4 separate regions of the Mus musculus genome follow, and all the other regions are linked to region 3. A link is a contact called in public Hi-C and HiChIP or PLAC-seq data. All regions are on one chromosome and are shown on one strand. Each heading gives the region's core, a stretch centred on a gene start, on an enhancer-like site or on the middle of the called end of the contact. The rest is flanking DNA. Distances are from core to core; before and after follow the strand shown. Region 1 has its middle 12 kb from the start of Gm31431. Region 2 overlaps Gm31431 (a long non-coding RNA gene). Region 3 holds the start of Mir99ahg (Mir99a and Mirlet7c-1 host gene (non-protein coding)). Region 4 holds the start of Cxadr (coxsackie virus and adenovirus receptor).

The links. Hi-C and Micro-C count contacts between places; a contact is called where the count stands out from the background. HiChIP or PLAC-seq counts read pairs in DNA pulled down with a chosen protein or histone mark.
Region 1: a contact with region 3 is called in a Hi-C map of uterus, with 6 times the contacts expected there. The contact joins the enhancer-like site here to the promoter of Mir99ahg in region 3. A contact is called at or near these places in 1 of 484 Hi-C or Micro-C datasets (uterus) and 3 of 115 datasets of contacts at active chromatin or transcription factors (embryonic hindbrain, embryonic limb bud and fibro-adipogenic progenitors).
Region 2: a contact with region 3 is called in a Hi-C map of uterus, with 6 times the contacts expected there. The contact joins the enhancer-like site here to the promoter of Mir99ahg in region 3. A contact is called at or near these places in 1 of 39 promoter capture datasets (cranial neural crest), 1 of 484 Hi-C or Micro-C datasets (uterus) and 2 of 115 datasets of contacts at active chromatin or transcription factors (bone marrow-derived macrophages and embryonic limb bud).
Region 4: an H3K27ac HiChIP or PLAC-seq map of cardiomyocytes shows a contact between it and region 3, with 5 times the contacts expected there. The contact joins the promoter of Cxadr here to the promoter of Mir99ahg in region 3. A contact is called at or near these places in 1 of 39 promoter capture datasets (cranial neural crest) and 2 of 115 datasets of contacts at active chromatin or transcription factors (cardiomyocytes and pancreatic cancer cells).

What each region holds. Positions count from the first base shown.
Region 1 is chr16:78,099,958-78,103,156 of GRCm38.p6, forward strand. No RefSeq gene overlaps it. Among named protein-coding and RNA genes, the nearest start is that of Gm31431, 12 kb to the left of the region's middle. Within about 2 kb of position 1,889, at least 42 of the 459 cell types and tissues checked have an H3K27ac peak or open chromatin away from gene starts, as enhancers often do. A contact at or near this core is called in uterus, where this site is marked.
Region 2 is chr16:78,050,995-78,054,167 of GRCm38.p6, forward strand. The region is part of intron 2 of Gm31431 (a long non-coding RNA gene); the gene reads right to left. Among named protein-coding and RNA genes, the nearest start is that of Gm31431, 37 kb to the right of the region's middle. Within about 2 kb of position 1,352, at least 9 of the 459 cell types and tissues checked have an H3K27ac peak or open chromatin away from gene starts, as enhancers often do. A contact at or near this core is called in uterus, where this site is marked.
Region 3 is chr16:77,327,957-77,331,211 of GRCm38.p6, forward strand. Mir99ahg (Mir99a and Mirlet7c-1 host gene (non-protein coding)) reads left to right here and starts at 1,372. Exons shown (of 5, transcript NR_015543.3): 1 at 1,372-1,722.
Region 4 is chr16:78,300,404-78,303,621 of GRCm38.p6, forward strand. It overlaps Cxadr (coxsackie virus and adenovirus receptor), which reads left to right and starts at 1,268. Exons shown (of 7, transcript NM_001025192.3): 1 at 1,268-1,471. The coding sequence starts at 1,429.

The DNA of each region.
Region 1 (3,199 bases), core at 639-3,138, 770 kb after region 3:
CCAGAAATTTCTAAACCACTAAGAGAATGTTTATATGAAGTAAGCAATAGTCACAAGGACTGAATAAGCCCATTCCTACACACATGGCAGCCCAGCCCAGGCACGCATAAGAACTGCAGGAGACCCATGTGCAGTACACATCACTATGGTCAGCTTCTTCCTGCTTGCATTACTCTTGCCACCTGCCACCATTCCTCTACCATGCAACACTGGAGAGCAGAGGCCTTCAATAGCTCAATGAGTCCGGTTCACTCTCCCAAGTCTTCACCCTGGCATCTGTCCTCCCAGCCTTCCTTTCATTCCGAAGTCTCACATCCTTTCTTCACATTGTCTCTTACTCAATTGCTTCCTTTTATCTCTTACGGATGCTGATCTTCCTTGATCTTCTGGAATAGTCTGATGCTATGAAGCAAAACAATACACATTCTGTACTTCATAGCTGATGATAAAAAAAGGATGCTGAGTTGCTACACAAAACTTGGGACTATTCCTCATCTCTGATCCATCCTCATCTAACTTTGAAAGAAACGTTGGAGGAGTGATCTGTTGTCCGGGAGGATCTTGGAGAGTCCCATTGTGTCATATCAGGTTCCTTGTCTCAATGAATTGGAATAGATACCCAAGGATCAATAATAAAAGTATAGATCTGTGGACAGACGGAGTAAAAGGGGCTGCAGTCCACAGACTCAGCCAACTCAAGTTTAGATCTGAGAGTTCTTTTCCAAGCTCTTTGTATGAGTTAGAGCTAGAGCAGCCCCTCCACAGGGTAAGAAAGAGGATAGATCCTTATCCTGATTGATTGACAGGCTGATAAAACTTTGGAGCATCCCTACATGGGTCATTCATCCCATAGTTCTAAGCATCTGCAGAACCTATCATGTTTACACATGAGATGGTAGATCCATGCTTTCCCCTGGCAGGTCACTTGAAGGTCAGACTAGCCTTGAATCAGTTAAGCCAAATTCTGGCTTAAGCCTGCTTTCTTAATATTTCTTTTGACCCTAAAGTACCTAAGCCCCAAATTACCCTCAGGAGACAAAGTGCTGATGTTGCCCCTCCAAGAGGTGGAAAATAAGGAGATGTGCCACCAGAGCTGGACTGTGCTACAGTCTCCTACCTCAGGGTCATACACCCTGAACAGGAACAATAGAGAATGGACAACTACTACATGTTCTTTCTCAATTTATTAATGCTTAAAGAGATGGAAAGATTAACCATCGATTTGATCATTATATAACATATGCATCTATCAAATTGTTGCACTCTACCCTGTAAATCTATACAATAAAAACAATGATTTAAAAAATATTTACTGATAGCAGAAATCACAGTGTCCATGAATCCTGGTCAGAAATGCCCGAGGAAGTCTGTAAACCTCTCAGAACAGTTAGAACTCAACTCAAGCTCCAAACGTCTCCAAACACGAAAGCTCTAATAAAATAAGTGAGAATCTTCCATAAAACTTTAAGATGCCAAAGAACAGATTTTTATCATTCCCCACCACGCAAAATGTCACTGTCCAGAATCAGAGCTAGGATGTAAAGGCTTTCGTCTGAAATTTAAGAAAAAAAAAAAAAAAACACACACACACACACACAATAATGACCATTGCAGTGTACAGAAAAAAAATCACAATGTGTGCTTCTGGCTCAGAGCAGCAAACAAAAAGGTCTATGTTGAGGAGTGATTGATGTAGCTGGTTTGTATCTTTAATACTCCAGGGCAACAGAAAGAAAGCAAGGAGAATTTAATTTCCTCTGATTAAAAGTTGCGTTTTCTTTTCTGTCTCTTTCTTCTTTCTCCCTGCCATCTGTCTTCCACATCGTCCGTCGTCCCCACCCCTACCCCTGGCCCCCTGAGTTTTCTCTATTTGTACCCGGGTGGCTGAGATCCAGAAGAAAGGTGGAGTCTCATCGTTTGGGTGGTCCGAGTAAATCTTTAGTCTTTGGCTAACCTCTCCTTAGACTGGAAAGTGGCCAAGAATTTGCAGTGTTAGGGAGAGTCACTTTGAAAGGCTGCAAAGCGTCCATCTGGGTGCATGTCAATACAGTTTCCCTGGTTTAGTAAAAAAGAAGGGAACAGAAACTTTCCAGCCAGAGCAACAACTATTTCTCCCAAACTTAAAAGTGCACCCTTGTATAAGCTGTGCTTCTTACCAGTTATAATGTCCCTTTATTTCAGTTTACGGCTTGACCCCTCCTGCTAGCTGAGCCAACAAACTCGTCATTCTAAAGAAACTACTCCACCCGACATGTATTCTCTTTGTTCAGATTCTCTACTCTCTCTTGCCCTCACAACATTTCATTAAATGCAGGCTCAGGACAGATCGGATTTGCTTTTTGTATCTCAGTATAAATTTAGGAACATCAAAATCTCTCTCCACGGCACCTCCTCTTTATTATAACATTAAATTAGGTTCGGGTTCATTCTGAAAGACCAGTTGTATTTCTTTTTAATTAAAAGGAGAAATAAAATCTCCTTTTTTCTATAAGTAGGTTCACAAAGAATGCAGGAGTTATTTCTCCCAATAATAACTTAACAAAAGAGATTTAAATCCTCTGAATTAGAGGGAGGATTAGAGAGGGAAAGTCACCTGCGTAGTTCGAATACATTATCACAATTATTGAAGGGGATGTATCTTTTGGTACCTGGCAAAAGTTAATAAAAATACCCACAAAGGTAACAATGATGTAGTGTCACTTCAGTGAAAATAACCCAAATTGCTGCCATTAGAAAAGGTTCTAAATCTACTTAGGCTCATCAATGCAGGCCTAGAAATTTCTAATGAAGAACTTCATCAAAGGAAGGTTTAAACACTTCATGCAAAAATCAAACTTGTAAAATTAAACTCAAACTGATTCAATTTTTAAGGGTCTCAAGTTCCCACTATTCTAATCTCTTAGCTGTTGAAATCATTCTTGAATCAAACTATGTCAGGTGGGCTACAAGCAAGGAAATGGATATTAGACATGGAAGACTGTGTAACCAGTCTCCACTGTTGGGCAGCTCCCTCTGAAAACCCTAATGCTATAAACTGTGATCAGAATGGTACTGAAAAAGATAAGCAGTACCACACTGTAATAATGCAAATATGTGACCTGGGTTAAAATAATTAGATAAACCATACTTTTAAAATTAAAAAAAAAAACTCCAGCAGAAATGATATTCAAAGAAATAAAGGAAACATTTCAAATTCACA
Region 2 (3,173 bases), core at 102-2,601, 720 kb after region 3:
GTAGTAGCAGCAGCAAGAACATAGAAAGAATTATCCTACTCAGTCCACAGTGAAATATCCTCTTTCAGGTAAACTCATTCTCTAAGTTCCAATCTTTCCATAATTTCTCCAGCCACAATCCACAACCATTACACAAAACAAAAACAGTTTGCCTATTAAGATATGCAAAAGGCCCTGTCACCCTTGTTCCTAGCCTTCCCTGAGCATGGTGTTGTAAGTTGTCCTGGTCAGAACTGTGGTCAGCTGGCTACCATTTCATCTGAGGTCTTAGCTGTCTGAACCCTTTTTACTCTTGAACCATTTCTCTCTTGCCATGGCAAAATATCATGACAAAGGCAACTTATGAAAGATTTTATTTGGGCTTATGGTTTTAGAAGGATGAGTGTCTGTCGTGACAGGGAAGCATGGTAGCAAGACGCAGGCATGGCAGTGAAAACTAGATGCAGACAGTTGACACCCTTTACTGAAAGCATGAAGCGAAGTCAACGATCTGAAGTTGGTGAGACATTTTACTCTCGAAGCGCACTGCCCCAGTGGTGGACTTTGCCCAGCAAGGCTGTCTCACCTAAACTTGCCCCAAACACACCACCAACCAGAGAACAAATATCTGAGAGTATGGGGGACGTTTCTGATGAAGCCACTACTCCTCTATCCTCAATCTCCTTGCAGGTGTCTTTCCACAAGATTTCTATTGTTTGTCCACTTCCGGCTTTAACCAATGACTGCCTCCGAGTAGCACGTTGGGTGGTACCATCCCGGTGCCCTTCAGGACTGCCCCCAGGAAATTCCTGCTATCTTGCTCAGCGCTTTTGCACTTGTCAGCAGGGTTGAATTTCAAGATCTACCAGAATGAAAACTACAAAGCAGAATGAAGTCTTCTTAAAGTGACCAAAATCACGTCACTTCCTTCCCTGCACCCGCAACACACAGCCTTGTTCCACTTTGCTTCTAAAACGTTGTCTTCTAAAACACTTGATGGGCGAGAATTCATTTAATTTTCAATTCTTGTTGCACTGCTTAACGCCTATTGTCTTTGTGTAAGACGCCCTCCATTCCTACACAAAGTTTTGTATTTAATATAGAAAGGAACTTTTTAATCTTTTCTCTGCGAAAGACAAGAGTGTGCAGCTGCACATAAATGCTAGCTTCATTTTCTCCCTCGTTGTATCTATGCTGTGGCACGAAACTTTAAAAGGAAGAGAACTAAGAGAAACACACGGAGACAGCACTATCTTTATAACCTCACTGGGCTGGCCCTTTCCCTCATCCTCGGTTTCAAAAGGAGACAACATAAAGCCGCATGCTGGCAAGTTGATCACAGTCAGGGAGGGAATGAGCTCAGCTGTGTATAGAGAAACTCGGTTGTTTTTCTTTGATTCATCCCGATAGCATCACACTGGGTCAGTGTCTTGTTTATGCTGTCTTTATTGTTTCTGGTCTTAGAACAATAAACATCCCTAAGTGGTTTCAATTACTGCAGCAAAACTGTGCAAATGAACTTTGGCTTTGTTTCATATTGAATAGAGGGGCTTTATGATTTTATAAACGGAGATGATGTTTAGGACTCTTGCCAAACCTGTCCTATAAACAATGAAGAGTCACATTTACCAGCTTTAGGCCTTTAATCACCCAACTATACTTCCCTTGATATGGCTAAAATATTTTTAACCTTGTCTCATAGAGATGAATGAGAATGATCAAATTATCTGTGGATTCAGCAATAATTTGGATAAAGAACAGGACATTTCGGCTGCTCCTGTATCCCTGCGCTGAGGCCTTAATTTCCCCTTGTATATTTTCTTTAGTTACAAGAAAACATTGCTTGGTTGTCATGTAATTTTAATAAGTTCAGCCCACAATCCTATCAGAGAGGATAAATTATAGTATGCTATGGTAATAGACACCCTTACTCCCGATCTTGCAGCTTTCTCAGAATAAACATCTGTATTTGAAAGTACATAATCAGGATAAACATGTGGGCAGAGGGATCAGTTCTAGAGACTAACAGCAGTGGAGCCCTCCAGAACTAAAATCCAAGGCGTTGGTCCAGGAGAGATTTGAAATATTTCACCTTCCATTTGGCATAAGAGACTGCCTTAGTAAAGCACTTATTCATAAAACTTAAAGACCTGATGATATAGAATCTATGATATAGAATCTATGCATACAGAAGCCTCAGTCATTAGGAGAGTTGTGTTGCTGATATAACAAAGTATGTAGGTAAATTAAACAGCATGTTTATTTCCTATAGTCTTAGAGGCTATAAGCATGACTGTAGTGTTAGCAGTTTTGGTTTCTTCTGAGGCTTCTGGTCTTTGCTGAGAAAGGAACATATTTTTTTTTATGGCTTTACTGTGTCTCCTCTCTGTGCACACGAGTACCCAGCATCTCTTCCTCTTAAAGGGTGTCAGCCAGATTGGACTAGGGTTATCATTATGACCTTGTACAATCTTAATTATCTCTTTGCCGGCAATACTACAAAATTCGGCTATACTCCAAAGCTCTGTAAGTTGGACCTCAAATTGTAAATTGTGTGAGGAGCACCATTCATCTTATAGCAGTGAATAACCATCACACCCCTGTCAGGGTGTTTAGGCAGCTCCGATTTACAAGCTGAAGTACTTTGTAAGCAAAAGTTAAGTGGACCGATATTGAGCTACTTCCCCGAGGATTTAAAATGTCTTGCGCATGAGAAAAATCTCTTAACCACATTTAATTGAAAACACTGAATGGTATGTTTAGAACAATGCCTGTATTGTTTGAACCAGCTGCCTTAAGTTTTTACAGAGTATACTATCTCAGTTATCATTAACTATTTTCAAACCAGAAAACCCCAATTAAAAGATACCTAGGAACTTATATCAATATTTTTTGGCTTTTAGAGAAGCATCACTTATTCATTTGACTTGTTGTTTAGCATCCTGATTCAACAGAGTTAGGAAAATCTGTAATTATGTGTGTATATGGGCTAAATATTCTCAAAATGTGTTTCTGTGGGATGAAGCTATGTTGCATTTATTTATCATCTTTCAGCTAACCTTGCCAACCTTCAGTTTTTTTTATGTTCACAAAAAGGATTCCTAGGCAAATGGATGGACCTGGAGGGCATCATCCTGAGTGAGGTAACCCAAACACAAAGGAACTCGCACAATATATACTCACTGATAAGTGGA
Region 3 (3,255 bases), core at 122-2,621:
CCACTTATATTCTCTGTTTCTGTACTTTCAAAAAGTCTGCTCTACCTATTAGAAAGCATTATTTAGCTGCTAATCTTATAATTTGTTCATTTTAATTTGTCTATGTTTTGTTTTATATCAGATAACAGCTGATTAAAGCTAATTCAGTTTTGCTAATTCGAAGATGGTCGAGGCAGATGAAAGATCAGCATCTAAAGGAATTTCCCAGGCAGGCCTCGCATGCCTGTGCAGTTACTTAGTAAATAGGGTGAAGGATGGAGTGTTGGGCATCTATCTCTATCTCTGAGTGACAGCTACTGGGAGAGGGAGGGTGTCTAATCTAATCACTGTAGAAACATGAGCATTTTAATTTGGTTGGATCATTCAAAGAAAGGGTTTGCTTTGAAGTACAATTACTTGATACTTCCTTGTCACAAATTTGATAATGATACCTATCCTTGTAAAGTGTTTTTGAAGACTACGAAGATGTAATGCATAAAACGCAGATAGAGTTTTGCAATATTACATTTTTTTTTCTTAGCACGTCATAGCTTTTCTTATGAATTCCCAGTTAAAAATGTACTAAAATGAAGAAGCGCTTTTTCGGAACTGGAGGAAATTGTAACTAATATAGTTCTGAAAATAAGAGAATTCGTGAAGTTAATTTTGCATGGAATCTCACCCGGGGTTAGCAGGCTAGGCTGTATCCTCAAAGTGAGGTCAGTTCCTTAGCTACGGAGAACTTTGTCGATAGTTGCATCAAAATTAATTAATTAAAATTAATTTTACATTAAAATTCTTTAAAAGTCTCAAGGAAAACCATACTACTGCCTATGCTTAGCCATGTGATACAAGGGATATGTATGCTGGTAATCATGTGAGTGTCTACATGAGCTCTTTTGTCATTTCCACATCTGCAGGCACATAATATAAAGAAAACATGTTACTATTCTGTCCTGAACGCTGTTTGATTTAATGTGAAAAAGTATTGTTTTAAATTCACTGAGTCAAGCAATACCTACTCAGAAAGAACACTAGGGGGTTACCTTCGGTTTACTTTACATCTTTAGCACATTTACTATTAAAAAATATTTCTAGAATGCAGTGTCTGCTCGGCTTAGGTTATCTAAGCTGTAATAAGTAGCCTTGGGACCCCTGAAGGCACACCCCACACACTTATGCTGTGTGACCTCGGGTCACAAGTAATGGCTGCAAGCTAATTGATTGAGAAAGGCTTGTCTGGCAGGGCCCCTTTTGCGTCCTGCCTGTACATTCCGAAGTTCTGTGAAAAGAGGCACTAGCGCTCAGCCACGCAAGGCAGGAAAACAGAGGAAGTTTTCGCATTCTGACTGCAGCCTGAGTTCCCCGGAGCAAGGCTGCTTCTCTCCACCCACTCCTCACCAAGAACTCCTGAACTTGAGAGTGGACGACTTCAAAGCTAGCTCTCACAGACTCACCTGGAAAAGAGTTCAGCTGCGCGTTCATTGAACCGAGAGGCCAGATCACCTATGTGAGGCGGTGGGAACCATATGGAGATTTATATTAGAACTTCAGCAAAGTGCACAGCTGCAGCCGGCAGAAGCCAGCTCTCGGGCTGACAGGCAAATGAACCAGATCGTGGACGGGGCCTCTGGGTGGCAGCTCCGGCCTTTTGGTTGTTGGACAACTATAGTCAGAACTGAAATGGAACAGGGGCAGGAGAAATAACACACTTTTACTCCACGCAACTGTTGCTTTCACATGGTGAGTGCAGATTTAAGATGTTGCTCAAATATTCTTTCTGGGTTGTAATACAAGTTAAGAAATCTGCTCTGCTTTTTGGGGGGTGGGGGGAGAAACAAGCCATCAAGAATACTTAGAAATTCCGAAGCTCTGTGGCTTTGTCTCTGCTTCATTTCACGTGATACTTGCAATCTGAGAGAAAAAAAAAAAACTCGTAGCGTCCAGTCTGTTCTTTCTCTTCCAGATTTTCTTTTGTTTAAGTCCTGCTTTTCTGCAACCAGAGTCAATATTGATTTAGGCAAATCAAATGTGGCTGGGATGAGGAAGAAGGGGGAGTCAGGATATGTGTAAACATTGCATTTAGTCCAACTTCTGTGTCACTGGGCGCTGGCTTCATGATTTGGTGCCTTATCTCAGGAATAAGTCCTATGGAAAGAGCTTTGCATTCCTGGCCAGGAGAAGGGTCAGGGCCCGTGTTTAGCAGCCAGCCAGCCAGCCAGTGAGAATTGCTGTTGCTCCCTCTTATTTTTAATATAAAATAGTTAAGAAAGTACATCTTCATGCATTGAAAACTAAGTGTGCTTTGATTTCCCAAGTCCCTTCCCAGTGGTTTATGTGTCTTATCCCTGGGAAGGATTCTTTAAAAGTCCTTGAGCAACAGCGTGCAAACTTCTTTTGTTCCTGCTGATCCTGTTTGCTCACGTTGTGTGCTATCGACTTTGCACACATTTCTTTTTGAAGAATCATGTTGCAGTAATGCAGAGCAGTTTTTGTTTGTTTGTTTGTTTGTTTGTTTCAGTGCAAATACCTTAGAAGTTAGTAAGGTCATGTTTTCTAAAATAAAACCAACCAAGCTCAACGAAAAACCTTACAGTATAAGTTGAGAATAATTCCTTGTTTAAACGTAACTAAGTCCTGTTTTAACTATGTTTTGTTGTTGTTCAAAGAAAATCTTAGCTTGCCAGCATGTCCAGGAATGTGAGCCGAGGCGACCTATTTTTCTTATTCCAACCTCTCATGTTCATAATCACATTTATAGTAAGTGCTAAAATATACTTTCTGATGTTCACCTCATTAGAAAAATCAGTTTTTGCTACCATAATATTTGCAATTGATGTTATCAAAAAATATGGAGGATCTTTATGGTCCATTTGTTGATTTGATGAAGTTTTAGGTCTACTTCAGCATCGTTTAAACATTTTCCAAAGCAGAGAGACAATTCAGTTTTGTCTACTTGTTTAAAGCACAGAACTTACATGGGGGACAGACTCCTTTTATCTGGAATCTTCTGTTTGTTAAAGTAAATTAATAAACCAAACAAAAAACCAAACAAAAGGCAGCCAGTGAGAAGCTGCAGATTTGTAGTGAAAGGGAAGGGGACTTTAAGGGTGTCGGAATGTGATTCCATTTCCGAGGTAATTTTGTAGCATTTCTTAGCTGCCTTTGCAAACTTTATGGAAACCTGTTAACCGCTGGCAGCCCTGAGCCCTAGGTTTGCATTTTGAACGGAGATTATGCACAGGAAAGACAAGTTCGTCCTGTCATGTGACCTGA
Region 4 (3,218 bases), core at 18-2,517, 970 kb after region 3:
TAAGCATTTAAATATATGAGCCTGTGGGGACATCCCTATCACCCCCTACACCTGCCTTCTCTCTTTTCTCTGGTTCAACAAGCAACAAGGCATTCCCAATATTCCTTTATTAGTCCCTACTTGCTGAGCACTATGTGCTCTGTGGGGGGGGGGGCAAGCATTTTTTAAAAAAGATTTATTTATTTTTATATATTTGAATACACTGTCGCTGTCTTCAGATATACCAGAAGAGGGTACTTGATCCCATTACAGATGGTTGTGAGCCAGCCACTATGTGGTTGCTGGGAGTTGAACTCGGGACCTGTGGATGAGCAGCCATTGCTCTTAACTGTTGAGCCATCTCTGGACCTACCAAGCATTTTTTTTTTTAATGCACGATTTCACTTTCACTTCTAAATAACTTGCCCACCAAGACCCCTAACTCTTGGCCATTACGCTGGTTTCTTCTGTTTTCTACCTCCTAATATGGGGCTCTTGTGAATTTCAACATTTCTAACAGTTAAAAAAAAAATCTGGGAAGAGCAACCAAGAATAGTTAGCAAAGGCAAGTCTGAGGATAACAGCTTGGGAGAGCTGCAGGGCGGGATTGCACTGGCTTTTCAAATTCCTAATTTCCAAGAGCCACTCCCGTTCACTTAGCCATCCCCAACCGGTCCCACTTTTAAAGTTCTTTTGTCCCTGTGGGCTAACTTCAGGGCTGGAACGACTCATAATCGCAAGGAGGAGAAAAGCCCCAAGTATTTGTTAAACCTGCCGCCTCAATTTATAGGTCTAGTGTATACAGGGGCGGAAGAAAAGCCTCTCCTGAGCCTTCAATAGGAACCTAGCCATTCAAAAAGAAGGCAAGATATTGGCGGGGCTCTCTGATCGCCCTTGGAAACACGGGTGCCAGGAGGTCCCCACCCCTGACCACAGGATGCGGTGACTGCTGGCTAGTGGTGTGTCGAAAGAAACCTAGCTCAAGGTTTAGGGAGAGGGAGCAATTCCGGCCTGGAGCTGGGCTCTGGGGAGGAGGGCGTGACTGTTTCAGCAGTGAGACTGGCTCGCTGCTTCCCAGCTCACAAAGCGATTTAACCAGGAGTCGGGAGAGCTGGAGGTGGCTGCTAGCGCAAGCAGGTGTACAGCGCGCAAGACCGCTGGGACTGGAAGGTTCCTTAGAGGGGAGTGGGGGTGGGGAGGGGGGGTGGGACGCGGGCTGATCCCAGTTTCCATGGCAACCCCAGGGCGCCAACACTGTGGGCTCTTGCTTAGGGGCTCCCGGGTGCTGCCGGAAGTGACGCGTTCACCTGCCGAGCTGGGGCGGGGCGCAGAGGTGCCTTCGCTGCTGCCACCGCCGGGAGCCAGTCGGGAGTGTACCAGGCTCTGGGAAAACCAGGGCTCCCAGCCGAGATCGTTTACCTGCAAGCCACGACCCGGCCGGCAGCTACCATGGCGCGCCTACTGTGCTTCGTGCTCTTGTGCGGGATCGCGGGTGAGTTGCGGCACCTCTCCGTCCCAGTCGCTTGCGCTCCCAGCTCGCGGCCTCCCGGGAACAATGGGGCGTGGGGGGAGGGGGCGGCTCAATTTGGGGGGCGCTGCCGTGGTAGTGGCGGATGGGCACCCATGCACAGGGTGATCTGCCCCGGACCACGCGCGCCAGCCCGGAGAATGCATCGGTCCCCGGGAGCGGCGCAGGGGGCGTGAGGCGTCTGGGAGGCAGCGGAGCGGGGACCCGATCGTCCGGTGGCGGTGGCGGAGGCTCGCCCAGGGGCGTGTGGGGCGCGCCTCCAGGGCAGCTTACCCTGGGGACCATTTGGCTTTATCTGCCCTTGTCTGTTTCCCGCGTCTGCCTGGGTGTTGTGTGCCGCCAGCCTTCCCCGATTTCCAAGCTCCGGGCTGCGAGTTTTTAGGTATCGGGTAGTCCAAGCCGGGGAGGCTGAATTACCAACGCCATTATTTGAGAGAAGACTGAGCCGTTCGGTGTCAGTCGCCCTGGCTACCTTTAGGAAAGAAGCACCGAAGCTGCTGGTTTTTAGTCTCAAAGAACAGGCTAGCTCGACCCAGCAGCTCCGAGACGAGGTATTAGGAGCCGAAGGTCTGAAATCGCTGTTGGGGAGGAGTTAGCCCGGGTTTGTAATAAGTTGATTTTTTTTTTTTTTTTTTGTATGATGATTGACGTTCAGGTGGTGAGGCGTGTGGTGGTAGAAATCGCCCAGTACATCTTTCAGCTGCAGAGCGTCTCTTTCAGGAAATAAGGCATTAAAAAAAAAATGCCTGGACCCCAGGACGCATACGCATTCTAGCACTTAGAAATTAATCTTTTTCTAAGTGTGTTTTTAACAAGTCGGTCTCATTTCCTAATACTAAGCAATTGGAGGAATTTTCGAGCCAAGTGAGTCATGTAAAAGATTTACACGTTCAACTCTGGGAAGCACGCACGCGCACACACACCGTAGCCTCCGAAGAGGATTGCTTAGGATTGCGGGAGTTGGGAAGGTTGTTGGATCTGCCTCAGCTCTACTGGGATGGCTCTCTCTGCTTCCTGCTGAAATGTTAATTCCATTGTTGGATGCCACAGCTGTGGACATTACTCATGGGATCAACATTCTATTAACAAGTCTAATCTGTGGAGCTGAGGCTACCACACCGCCTCCACCTCCACCTTTTTTTTTGGATACAGATCTTTTAGGCTTGGCTGAAATTTCGAAATTAAATCTTGTGAAAAACAGGAAGGGTCGTTGAACCAGTCTGCTCGGTGAATCCCACCTTTGTTTGGTAAAACAAACCGAAGTTGAATACATCCAAAGCAGAAATTGGAGGAATGAAGAGGATGCAGGGAACTATCTTCCTCTTTTTTCTTTCTTATGAAGTAATGCTTTTTCCCCCTCTTCCTCTTCTGAAATACCTCTCTGGTGGTCACTCTTTCCATTAAGGCTATTTTAATATACCTAGCTCTTCATTCATATAATGTATGTGAGCACACTCTCGAAGGACAGATGTTTTTTTGTCTAAACAGGACAACTCTTTTCAACTCCCGTTTTTCTGCCTCAGAACTCAAATTTCTCAGCTGACACTGACCCCCAGCCCCCAACCAACCAATCAACCAACAAATAAAATAAATGCTAAACCCAAGTTCCAAAGACCTCAGAAACTTATTGATGTATGACTTTGATAATTTTTGTAGATCTGACTCTTAGTGTAGTGGTGAGAAATTTCGTGCTCATACCCACTGACTCTTC